2 separate regions of the Mus musculus genome follow, and region 2 is linked to region 1. The links are chromatin contacts, called in public Hi-C maps. All regions are on one chromosome and are shown on one strand. The core of a region is the stretch at or near the end of the contact, and the rest is flanking DNA. Distances in the headings are between cores, read along the strand shown.

The links. Hi-C and Micro-C count contacts between places; a contact is called where the count stands out from the background.
Region 2: a Hi-C map of Sertoli cells shows a contact between it and region 1, with 4 times the contacts expected there. The contact joins the promoter of Stxbp6 here to the enhancer-like site in region 1. A contact is called at or near these places in 5 of 39 promoter capture datasets (the C10 cell line, cranial neural crest, hippocampal neurons and 1 more), 2 of 484 Hi-C or Micro-C datasets (Sertoli cells and group 2 innate lymphoid cells), 7 of 115 datasets of contacts at active chromatin or transcription factors (astrocytes, cardiomyocytes, fibro-adipogenic progenitors and 4 more) and 3 of 9 other capture datasets (adipose tissue, liver and pancreatic islet).

The regions. Positions count from the first base shown.
Region 1 is chr12:44,883,219-44,889,052 of GRCm38.p6, forward strand. The region is part of intron 4 of Stxbp6 (syntaxin binding protein 6 (amisyn)); the gene reads right to left. Among named protein-coding and RNA genes, the nearest start is that of Gm33548, 40 kb to the right of the region's middle. Within about 2 kb of position 3,878, at least 7 of the 459 cell types and tissues checked have an H3K27ac peak or open chromatin away from gene starts, as enhancers often do. A contact at or near this core is called in Sertoli cells, where this site is marked.
Region 2 is chr12:45,069,642-45,076,326 of GRCm38.p6, forward strand. It overlaps Stxbp6 (syntaxin binding protein 6 (amisyn)), which reads right to left and starts at 4,842. Exons shown (of 6, transcript NM_144552.3): 1 at 4,554-4,842.

The DNA.
Region 1 (5,834 bases), core at 2,628-5,127:
AGGAAAGATAGATGCTTTTAGAAAACAAGTGCTAAAAACCCTAATTTTATGGATTAAAATAAAGAGACCTAAACTTCAGATTAACACGCTAATATAAACATCCTATTTCTGCATTTGACTTGTGACTACAACTTCTACTGACAGAATATTAGCTCCTGGTGACAACACCCATAATGCATTTTCTCTCCTCTGCAGTCTGAATGAAAACAACATTATCTGCTTCTTTTCTTATTAAAAAATCTACCTTTGGGTACACTTAAAGAACAAAATGACCAAATAACAAATACTATAGCATTCACTTGTGATGATGTAGTGAGATCCCATTCACTACTATGGAGACTGGACACCACAGCAGCTGCAGTGTCATGCTATGTCGTCACTTCAGAAAGTTGTCAGAGACACGTGTTAGTAAGGACTTCTCTCGTGTGTGTGTGGGAAATCACACATATTTGTATTTGAATGATGGGATGATTGTGATATGGACATTCATACATATTTCATACTCAGCTGAGTACAGATAAGGACTTTGCAGGAATAAGATACACCCAAACAATTGGTCTAAAATAAACACCAAAGACAACTAACAGTTGAGAATTCACAGTGCAGAAATGAAAACCAAACGGCAGGCAGAAAGGTATCAACTGACAGACAGACAGACATTTCTTTTTGTTAGTTCTTGTAATAGGGAGAGACAGCAGGGTGTAGATTTAAAGGTCAAAGATCAGCAAGGCAAAAAAAAAAAAAAAAAAACAGTGAATGGGAAAAGACAATCTTTTCTTAATTCTTTAAATCTTCAGGGGAAAAAATCTTGCTTCAAGTAAAATTTTACATGAGTCCAATTAGGCATTTTGCTGCAGGATGGAGCTATAATTAAAGCCTTACCTTATATGGCTAATGTGCAGCTGCTGGCAGAATGTTCTAACATCTCATCATATTGACATTAGTTTGACAAAATGTAGTAATCATTTCCTTTTGTGAATAAGGAAGATATCAAGAACACACATATTTTAATTTGTATGTTAGCTGATCCAGACATAATTATTAGAGGTTACAGGGTATATATGGCACTGCAATTTTCCCCATTCTCCTTTTAGGTAATTGAATGCTTTGCTTATTTTGAATCCATGTAACTTGACACAAATGCTCTAAAACAAGGGGAAAAACAGCAGGAAAGATGAAAGGGAGGCAGAAACACAAACTCCACAAAGCACAGGAACTTCATGTTTTTATATAAAGAACTCCAGAAGTTAGACTCCAGAGAATCAAATAACCCTATTAAAAATGGGATACAGAGCTAAATAAAGAATTCTCAACTAAGGAATAGCAATTGGCTGAGAAGCACCTAAAAAAATGTTCAACATCCTTAGTCATCAAAGAAATGCAAATCAAAACAACCCTGAGATTCCACCTTACACCAGTCAGAATGGCTAAGATAAAAACTCAGGTAACAGCAGATGCTGGAGAGGATGTGGAGAAAGAGGAACACTCCTCCATTTCTGGTGTGATTGCAAGCTGGTACAACCACTCTAGAAATCAGTTTGGCAGTTCCTCAGAAAATTGGACATACTATTACCTAAGGACCTAGCAATACCACTCCTGGGCATATATCCAGAAGATGCTGCAACATGTAATAAGGACACATGCTCCACTATGCCCATATCAGCCTTATTTATGATAGCCAGAAGCTGGAAAGAACCCAGATATCCCTCAACAGAAAATGTGGTACATTTACACAATGGACTACAACACAGCTATTAAAAAATGAATTTATGAAATTCTTAGGCAAATGGATTTACCTGGAGGATATCATCTTGAATGAGGTAACCCAGTCACAAAAGAACACACATGATATGCACTCACTGATAAGTGGATATTAGCCCAGAGCTCAGAATACCCAAAATACAATTTGCAAAACACATGATACTCAAGAATAAGGAAGACCAAAGTGTGGACACTTTGATCCTTCTTAGAAGGGGGAACAAAATACCCATGGAAGGAGTTACAAAGACAAAGTGTTACACAGAGACTGAAGGAATGACCATCCATAGACTGCCCCACCTTGGGATCTATCCCATATACAGCCACCAAACCCAGACCCTATTGTGGATGCCAACAAGGGCTTGCTGACAGGAGCCTGATATAGCTGTCTCCTGTGAAGTCTGTCAGAGCCTGACAAATACAGAAGTGGATGCTCACAGCTATCCATTGGATGCAGCACAGGGTCCCCAGTGAAGGAGCTAGAGAAAGTACCCCAGGAGCTGAAGGGGTTTGCAGCCCCATAGGAGGAACAACAATATGAACTAATCAGTAACCCCAGAGCTCCCAGGGACTAAACCACCAACAAACAAAACACATGGTGGGACTCATGGCTTTGGCTGCACATGTAGCAGAGGACAGCCTAGTTGGTCATCAGTGGGCCTCGAGGCCCTTGGTCCTGTGAAGGCTCTATGCCTCAGGATAGGCAAGTACCAGGGCCAGAAAGCAGGAGTGGGTGGGTTGGTGAGTAGGGGGAGGGGGAAGGAGATAGGGAGTTTTCTGAGGGGAAACCAGGAAAGGGGATAACATTTTAAATGTAAATAAAGAAAATAGCTAATAAAAAGAAAGGAAAAAAATTACCCATTGGTTAAAAAAAATGAAAAGAAAGTGTTAGAAAGTAGCCCCAGGGTGCATATTTATAGGTCTGCCTCGCACCGACTGCTAACCACAATATCTAAATTCATATCATTAAGAAGCCAGTGGTCGCTGAGTTCAAGGCCAGTCTAGTCTACAGAGAGTTCCAGGACACTCAGAGCTGTTACAAAGAGAAACCTGTCTTGGAAACAACAACAACAACAACAACAACAACAAGCGATAAAACAAATAAACAAACTGACAAGGAAAGCTAGTGGTATCTGGTTTTCTTTGTTTACATTTAGTAATATAAGCATAGCTACATGTGAAATCTGGGCTCTTAATATCATTTAACTACAGTGTATCATGTCTCAAAACACAGTAAGTGTACAGTGGACATAACCCCGCTCTGAGTCTAGGAGGTCTGGGACACAGCTCGGTTCTAATAGGACAGAACAAAGAACAGTCTTTCCTTTGGACTTGTCTACATGTCTTCCATACCGAGTCATGTCTAGACAGTGTGTTTGAAATGCCCTGTAGAATTGCGAATGGATAGAAATAGAAATCAGCACGAAAACCAAACCAAACCAAGACAAAAACAACAACAACAACAAACCCTAATGTTCTCTCTCGGCTTGACAACCAAAAAAATCTTTTTCATGTTTTCACATTCTAGTCAAGTATCCCGCATTGCTGAAGTCAGAACGTTCCTGGCAAAATGGGCATCAAAGTGTGTGTTGTGGTGTGGTTGAGAAGTTAAAGGATACAAACGTTTCTTAAAATGGTGGATTTTTTTTTTTTTATCAAGAACATAGTCCTGTGAAGTCAGCACACTGGAAATGCACCTTTTACAAATGCCCTGAGGGACGGAGAAGTGTGAGCATCAGCACCTATGTGCATGATGACTCCATTGCCTTCCTATGTTTATCTCCTGATATTTATTCTTTTATATACTTAAAAATTCTCAACACGTATATAGTAGTTCTTCTTTTTTAAAAGTTAAACATGCTTAAAACCAAACAAAATACAAACCATTAAAACAGAATACACAAGGAAAAAAAAAATCTCAGATCATTCAAAGGTCAACAGGCCTTGAGAATAAACACTGAAAACATTACAAAGATCTCCCTTCTCAATTGGGAACCTGGCTGGGGAAATCCACAGGGAGCCGAGTTCTTTGATTATGAGTGAAAGTTGCATTGTCTGTCCCTCTCTGACCTCCTGGCTCTATGCTCTAATTTTAGACATACTGGCCTTGACAACATTCCTTAACAACACGATCAGCAGCAAACAGTCCTAAATGTGACATTTCCCACACCAAGAAAGAAGCAGAATTCTATACCCGCTTTTTGTAGTTAATACATTTTAGCTAAACACACACACACACACACACACACACACACACACACACACCACCACCACCACCACCACCACCACCATTGTGAATTCTTTAAAATTCTATTGCCGTTTATGTTTTCAAAATACATGGTTATCTTTTGAAATGTATCCAATATTGTTTCTGAATAAAGACTTACTGAAAATCTTTTAGGTAAGTTTCAGAACAATCAATTCTACAAATGGCCAACTAGTAAATCCTTTGAGTTTCTCAAGTGATAGTGTTCCCATTAAAACTGCTGTTATATCACGGAACCTTGGGTGGTATGCAGGTAAGGGGTGTGGCGTGTTCCAATAAAACTTTATTTACAAGAATGGGCTGGGTTTGATCAGAGGCCTGAAATTTACAGACTTCTCTGCCCTAGTGTCCTAAGTAGTAAGTCAACATGGCTGGCTGGTGTTACAACATAAAGGTGTATACAGCACATTATTTTGATATATCTTACAAAATATTTAGGCATCAGCAAAAGATAATTTTAAATATATAGTGTTCCATATTTTACAAACCAAAAAATTAGAAAGACAATTGAGTAATGAATCATTCTATCCTATGTCCTTTAAAGAAAAAAATTCCAATCTTTAATATATAAAAGAAGTCCCTAATGCCTTAGAAATATGGCAACCATATCTGTTACAACTTTCCATATCTGAAACATAACAGCACTACTACCATTACCTCATATGAAACATTGTCCAAAGTGGTCTGTAAAAACTCAATCCTCAGAACAATTGTTTGAGGTTGGTTTATGTTGAAAATGGGAAACCCAAGGACTAGATAAATATTTTATCTGAGATTATAGCTCATATGGAAAGAGATACCATTAGAACACAACCATACTTGCTCCTGAATCTGTACCCTCAATTACTTCTCTCTGGAGAGGAGGAGGAAGAGGAAGAGGAAGGCTGGTCAGTGCCTTATGTCTTTGTGGATCTGAAAATATCTATTTACTGTTGAGTATGGCATGGAAAGCACACGTCATTTTCCACATATGTTATGTTATTTAATCCTACATATAGCTCTGTAGAGAACAAATTTCACCTCTCTTTTACATCAGCAAAATGTGGCAAATGAAGTATTTCCTCTCTTTTATATCAACAAAATGTGGCCAGTGAACACACAATTTGAATTTGAATTCAATTAAATTGGAATTAATATGAACATACAATAATTCAAATTATTTTATCATTATTGCCATTTACCTTAAATGGACTTACTTTAAATTCATAGATTTCTGGTTTTTGTTTGTTTTCTTTTCATTTTGTTTTATGTGGTTCCAGGTCTCAGTTATTTTTCTGTTGGCTTTTTCACTTGCTATTAAAAATTGTTTGCCCACCTTTCTGGAAAAAGGAGGGTAATTAACACTAAAGATGCTTGAAAAAGCCACACAGAAATTCACTATTTTATAAGGTGATTATACATATACATAATTTTTTTCTCATGTAACAGAGTTTAATTGGTGTTGCCCTGCACAAATTATGCCCCTCCAGGAGCCATAGGTTGCCATATGAAAGCCTAGTGCCAGCTCTTGGATACTCAGGTGTGATTTGTTAGTCATCGTGCCCTGGTGACACCCAAAGCAGTACAGTCTATTGTAGTCTATTGCCTTTGGTTGCCCAGTATGATTTGATGCTAAGACTCTCTTGCTGAAGAGCTAACCACACGTTTTGGTCCCGAGACTTGGAGAACTCAGGTTGGGACTGATCAGGAAGCTTCCTGCTGTTGGCTGGCTTTCACCACACCGGAAGGTGCTATGCAGACTGTTGGATAACCAGCAACGTCACCCAGCTGTGGCCCTGGGGAGCTACAGTGATGGTTGGCACGCTATTCT
Region 2 (6,685 bases), core at 3,592-6,091, 190 kb after region 1:
TGTTCTGGGAAATTCTGACTTGGATAATTATGAATGAGTACTTGTCGACAGTATTCAGTGGAATACATCTCGGTTCCTTTGATAAGGTGGTGCACATGTTTAGAGTCTCTGTGTGAGAGGAAAGTAACGGGTGCTGCTCCCCAAACTGACTTGTCCTTTAGAAGAGCAAACCTATTGGCATCCACCCCAACAGCATTTTCCCAACACATTCAGAAATTCTGAGCCAATCCAACTGCTACTCAATTCTATCAGCTAGCGAGCAATGAGAAGAAACCAGATTGTATGGGGTAACAAGGTACGTTTGCTTTGTTTTCTAATGCCATCCACTAGCAGCAGGCAACAATAAATAAATAAATAAATAAATAAATAAATAAATAAATAAATAAGAAAAGAAAAAAAGAAAAGGAAAAAAGTACGCACGGGCTCATAATACTTTTAAGCTGCCTGGTTTTCTCAAACTGGAAAATGTTGAAATGAAAAACAAACAAATGTATTTTTTAAATTGAGCTACTGCGGTGTAACCCGGAGTTTTTGTTTAAGAGCACTCTCAGGAAGGCTGAGAATGGCACTTCTGGACTTTGACTCTCTGTAACTCAACACCAACAGTGCCAACCACAGAGACATGAAATACGATAATGATTGTCTTACAATAGACTCCGTAAAGGAGCAAAGACACCAGGGAGTTGCCGCTGAGAAAAGTCAACAACAGTGACAAGAAAACCTCACACATGAAAGGGGCGGGGGGCCACGACACAGCAGCAGAAAGTAAGGGAAACACCCACAGTGTACACACCAGGTTATGGGGAGGAGCTTTAAGGCAGCCGAGTTCCTGCTTGTGCTAAGTGGGAGGAACCATCCAAAGGAGCTACTGGATCTGAAGAATGACAACCGTCCCTTCCCCGAGCGTTGATTGCAGTCAGGAAGGCAGGCTTGGGCCACATTAAGTGGTATACTTGAGTTTTGAATAGGCTTCTGATTTACTGCTAAGTTTCCCCCACTGTTAATCACTTTAATGCTTAAACAAAGCACAAATGGAAGGCTAAGATAAAGCCCATGGGTGAGCCAGGATGCCATTTGGCATAGCAACATAAGAAGTAGTGAAAGTGCTGACTGACCTCATATATCCAGATTTGGGGTGCTCATTATATAAACATTATAAACTCCCACGTCTCAGGCAGACTCCTAGTGCTTCTCTCATGCAAAGTAGTTAAAACGCAAGACCACCATCCAGCTCATAGCAAGTTATAGTAAGATCTCTTTGCACAGGTCCCTCAGTGGTGTGGGCAGCAAGGGAAAGAGTAGTTGAATCTAAACAATGCTAAAAAGCTAATTCATCCTGGCACCCTGCTGGTAGTGCATATAGCTGCACCCTGGAAGCTATAGGTCACTGTCAAGGCTACCACCTTCCAGAATGCATGAATGGCTTTGGCTAAGTCTCATCACCATGGGTCAACTGGCATGGGATGCACTTCACACTTCCAAAAGGCCAGAGCAACCTGTCTATTCAAAGAAAACATTTCTTTAAAAATCCTTCTTAAATGTGCTTTCAAGATGTGCTGTCCCATAACCACACATTTTCAGCCGTCAAGTCTGGGTGCAAACTTTCCACAAATATCCAAGAGCCTCAAAAAAGGAGCTAGAATACTTGTTGAACTTTGTATGGTTTCTTTTAGTTGTATTGGCATGTGTTATGTTGCTGCGATAAACATCATGACCAAAGGCAACTTGGAAAAGAAAGGATTTCTTTGGCTTACATGTTCCAATCACAGTGCATCACTGAGAGAAATCTAGGCAGGAACTCAAACAGGATACATGGAGGGACACTGCTTACTGGCTTGCTCACCAGGGCTTGCTTAACTTGCTTAAAGAAGCCAGGACCACCTACTCAGGGTGCCACCACCCACAGAGGGCTGAGCCCTCCCACATCAATCATAAGCAAGAGAATGTCCCACAGACTTGCCTATAGGACAACAGAAGTAACTCCTTAGTTAAGGGTCCTTCTTCTCAGGTTGGCAACCAGCCCACACACGTCTAAGGATCACCAAATCTCTACAGACTGGAGAAGAAGTACTACACAGTAAGAAAGAGCAATCTTATCTTTTTGTAAAATTACTCATTAGAAAAGCAACTAGAATCATTAAAATGAGGCAATAGAAGCTGACACATGTCTTGAAGTTCAAAGTGCTTAAAGCAACTTCCAAAAGCTCCTGGAAGAAACCCTGTCTCCACTACAGAGAACTAATTTGGAGCAGCCCCCTCTCTTTCTCCCCCTATAGAAATTAGTGATTCTATGTAGGCATGGCTGGGGAGCAGCCTTAGTGTCATCGGAAGCTAGTTAGCAATACAAACTGCCATACCTCTGCTCTAAACCTAGAGAGTCAAGAGACTGGAAGTGAAAGCCAGCAATTCATGAGTTATCAAGAACTAACACTCATATTTGGGAATCTCTGCTCTAGCTAGGCTCAGGGTATACTTCTGGGGAAGCTCGGGAGCCTCATTAAATCCTTGTTAACTGGGTGGCATGCAATCTCTCCTGTCCTTGCCACTTAAGTTGGTTTTTAATCTCACAGACTGATTTCAGCAAGGAGACTTGAGTCCTTAATTCAAGGTCACTATGAAAAGCCAAGTCAGAGCTCCATCCCAGGACTTGCTGATTTCTTCATCATCCTAGGATCACAAAAGAAGCCCTGCTGACACAGACAGTTCTGCGGGGGCCAGGACTGTGAATGGTGCTAGGGCAGGTCCCATGGTCTCCTCCATTATACCACACTGCCTCCCTCAGACAGGAAAGTGGGATTTCCCACCCATAAAAATCAAGAGAAGCCGTGCAGGTGTGTGTCAATGGCTTCTTCCACAGACCTCAGCAACTAAACCTTGTAGTGAAGACTGCACAGTCCGGGGAGACTTGATTGTTATAATCAAGAATAAGCAGAGTTTTTAAAGCTGGGCACAGTGCACAGAAACAAAACCTAAGGCCTAGATACCATCTTTGTGTTTTCTTAGCAATCTTCATCTCCCTTTACGTCATTCACTCAGGTCTCACAACAGAAAGAGATAGGGTCACCGTTATCTCCCACTTTGTCAGAAACAAAACAAACAACACAAACAAGAGCTGAAGTTCAAAGTGGTAAATAACTTGTCCATCAGGGAAAACTTGCCCTCAGGTCTGTGTGACTCGAGAACCTGTGTTGTGTAGCCACACCATGGGACCCCCACATCTGAAAACCTTCCCCAAGATGTTACAATCCCCAAGAGAAAAACGTACACCAAAATGGTTAACTCCCAAAACCCTGCCACTTTGTCAGAGTGAGTTCTCCTTTAAAAACTTAACACACATAACCAACAACCAAGGTGTTCAGCCAAGAGATGAAAGAAAAGGAGAAGGGGGGATTTAAAAGAGTGAGGTGCCTGCATAATTATTCTGTATTTCTTCCCAATGCAGCCTCCTCATCAAGGCAAACAGCTATTCACAGCCTGGGCTGAACTCCTCCACACACCTCAACCCTTTTCCCCTCCACCACACCCTGTTAGGACAGCACTGCTCTGACTGATGTGCAGGCACAATTCTAAAACTCAAAACAACAAGCGGGGGGGGGGGGGTGGACCCAGAAGGACCGTGGCCATCCTGAACATCCGTGCAATATGCATACTGCCGTTTTCAGGGCCTCGGAGTCTCCCAGAAGACCTTAGGAGACTATGAAATGAAGAAGGCATTCCTCGGTCCCTGCTCCTTCCCACAAAGTCCGGGTTGAAGAATGATAGAAACAGGAGATGGTTGTTAACGAAGTCCAAAGCAAACAAGCTCGCATGCACTCCTCCTAAAGAACGGTGTGCCATTCTAAACTCTCTAACTGACCTTTGGGTCCTGGGGTCTGTGATAATGTAAACCTGGGGAAAGTCAGAAAGAAAAAACAAGCCATCCATCTACTCCAGCTTCTCTGACCCGCCATATGGGTGAGCCGGATTCTGGCGCGCTCTGAAAGAGAATTCGGAGCCCCGAGGGAGGCCTTGGCTGAGCCCCTGACCACTTCTTAGGTTGGGGGAAGGGGCAAAAGCTAAGGGGCCCGGAAGCTAACCCCGTAAGAAGTACCAGCCTCAGTTTTGGCATCGATGATCTTCCTGGAAGATGCCAGCATTCATAGATGGGGTGATTTCGCTAATTTCAGCGGAGAGAGCTCTGGCTAGGGGCGCTGCGACCCACTGAGTTCTCCAGGAGGCAGCCCAGGGGGATCGTTCTGCCGAGCAGGCAGTGCGGACCTAAGGGCTCCACCACCAACTTTCTCACGGGAATCTGACCTGCTAGGTTCTGGCCAATGTAGCTCCCACTCCTGGTCCGGGGTTGGAGGGAGAATCAGCTACCCCGACCCCGTTCCGCGCGCACAAAGCAGCTGAGCCCTGTGTCCAGCCCCTTCTCCTGCCGCCCTCCAACTTGCCCGCGCGGCTCTCCGCGCGCCTACCCTCTCCGCCTGCCCCGCGCCGCGCATCCCAGCCCGCAGCCGCGATAGCTGCAACTGTACGCCGGGTAGCCTGGCCTCCCCACGCCAGGAACCTACCGTGCAGCCTGGCTCGTGCTCGGGCGGTGCCTAGTGCGCGGCACGCGTCCCAACCGAAGACAGGGCTCCCCCGCGGCTGCCCCGCGCGGAGATCGGGGCTGCAGACTAAGCTGGGCCGGCTCGGCTTCTGGCTGATCGCGGCTCGCCGCTCCCGCGCGGGCTCCTGCCGCTGTGCGCGAGGAGGGAGGGGTCGGGGAAACTCCTGGCAACTCCAACTCCGGGCGCCAGAGCTCCAGCTGCAGCCTCGCGCCGGCCCGCTGCCGCCGAGTGCGAGCTAGCAAAACCAACCTGCCCCCGCCGCTGCCTGTGAGCATGCCCAGTGCTGCTGTGGGCGAGCCACAACGACCTGGCCTGGGGCAAAGATCGGTAGCCCAGGGCTCCGGGGCCCCGCCACAGGCCCAGAGCCCGGGGGACAAGTGGGGGCGAGCCCTTGGGGCGCGGGTTAGCAAGTGCAAAGCGGTGAGAGTCCCATGGGTTGTGGGAAGTTTGTGGGCTGGAAAGATGGGCTGCTTCTGGGAGCCTTTGCAAGCAAGTATTTAAAAAACAACATGCTACAGGAATGTGGGCCCAGCAGGTGGGGTTTTATTCAGTCGCAAGCTTACTTGGGGTGACAAAATCCAAGAGCTAATGGGGCCTGGCAAGCCCAGTAAATGAGTGAAGCGGGAAGGAGGAAGCCAGCTTGAGGGAGCTCCGCAGGCAGAGCAACTGCTGTGCTCTAAGCGCCCAAGGCTATCGTGAAGGAAATCAGACCTGGTTTTGCTGGATTTTATTTTATAAATAAATAAGTGGTTAACATATAGGGTTTTGTTCGTTCAGAATATTCCGGTAATTGAGTCTTGCCAGAGGAAAAACAAAAGAAGAAAGAAAAAAAGAAACTAGAGTTTAGACCAAAAACCCATTGCTGGGTCCAGTGGCTGCTCAGCCAATCTGAACCAAGGAGTTTTGTGGAGAGGAGAGGTGCTGAGCGCCTGCCCACGGTGGCTTAGCAAGGCGCTGGCAAGGATCCAGGATGATTCAGACTGCCTTCAAAGTGCAAGGGGAAATAGGTTTTCCTGACAGAAGCGAGCTAGTGATAAACGCTGGATCATTCGGAGTTAACTAATGCGGAAAGTGGCTTTGAGAACAAACTTTGAGGACGCTTCCGAAGTCTAAGCACCTGGGCTCACTGCAAGGTAAACTAGACTCAGCCTAGCTGCTCAAGAGTCCCTGAAAGGCATATTACATTCTGAAACAAAAGGAAGCCCCCCCCCCCCGCCCCCGTAGTACCGGCCCTGCCTTTATTTAAAATTTTGATATTTTTATCCTTAATTTTTGTATTGATTTCTTTCCGTTTCATACTGCATTAAAACTTTAATTTGATCACCGAGTTCTTTGGCCAACCTTTCCACTTTGTGTCCCACCTCATTCTGGCCTGATCCTCCCTGGCGGAAGAGAAAGCTGCAAGATTTGGTACATGAAGAGAGCAAGGTGGGACCCCGAGCTCCTGATTGCTAGTCTGTGATGCCTGCTTTTTATTTGGTAGAATGTGTTGGAACCAGCTGAGACGCGGGAGAGGAAAAAAAGAAAATCAGTATCATCCAAAGATACCTCTTCAGGGAAGACATGTTGAGCAGTAGTTAGGAAAGTAGTTCGGAGGAGAAGAAAGGGTTGCTCGTGATATGATCGCTGTTTTATGAAAATCCGAAGCATTTCACTGATAAGGCTGTCTGCGTTCTGCTTATCTCTGGAAAGACGTGTGGTTGGGTTATCTTTTTTACCGAAAAATAATAATCGGGTTTTCTGTCACTCTCAGCCATTCCTCCATCAGTTAAGGAGAGCAAATGGCTTCTCTCCACAGCTGTATTTTCCTCAGCTTTGAATTAGAAGACAGTTCTCATTATTTATGAGAGGTTTAGAAGTGGTGTGTGGTTGTGGGTTTTTTTAATAGTGAGAGTTTAGGCAATAAGAACGCACTATCCTTGATCATCACCTATCAAATTAGACTTGACATACATTACAAAGGTTATCCAAGGTAGCAAACTTCATCCATTAGAGCAGCTTTTTTAATTTTGGGATATTGCTAATAAAACATTGGAATAAATTTTTGACTATTTCAACAAATCAGTTAATAAGATCCTCTGGTATTAGTTTCT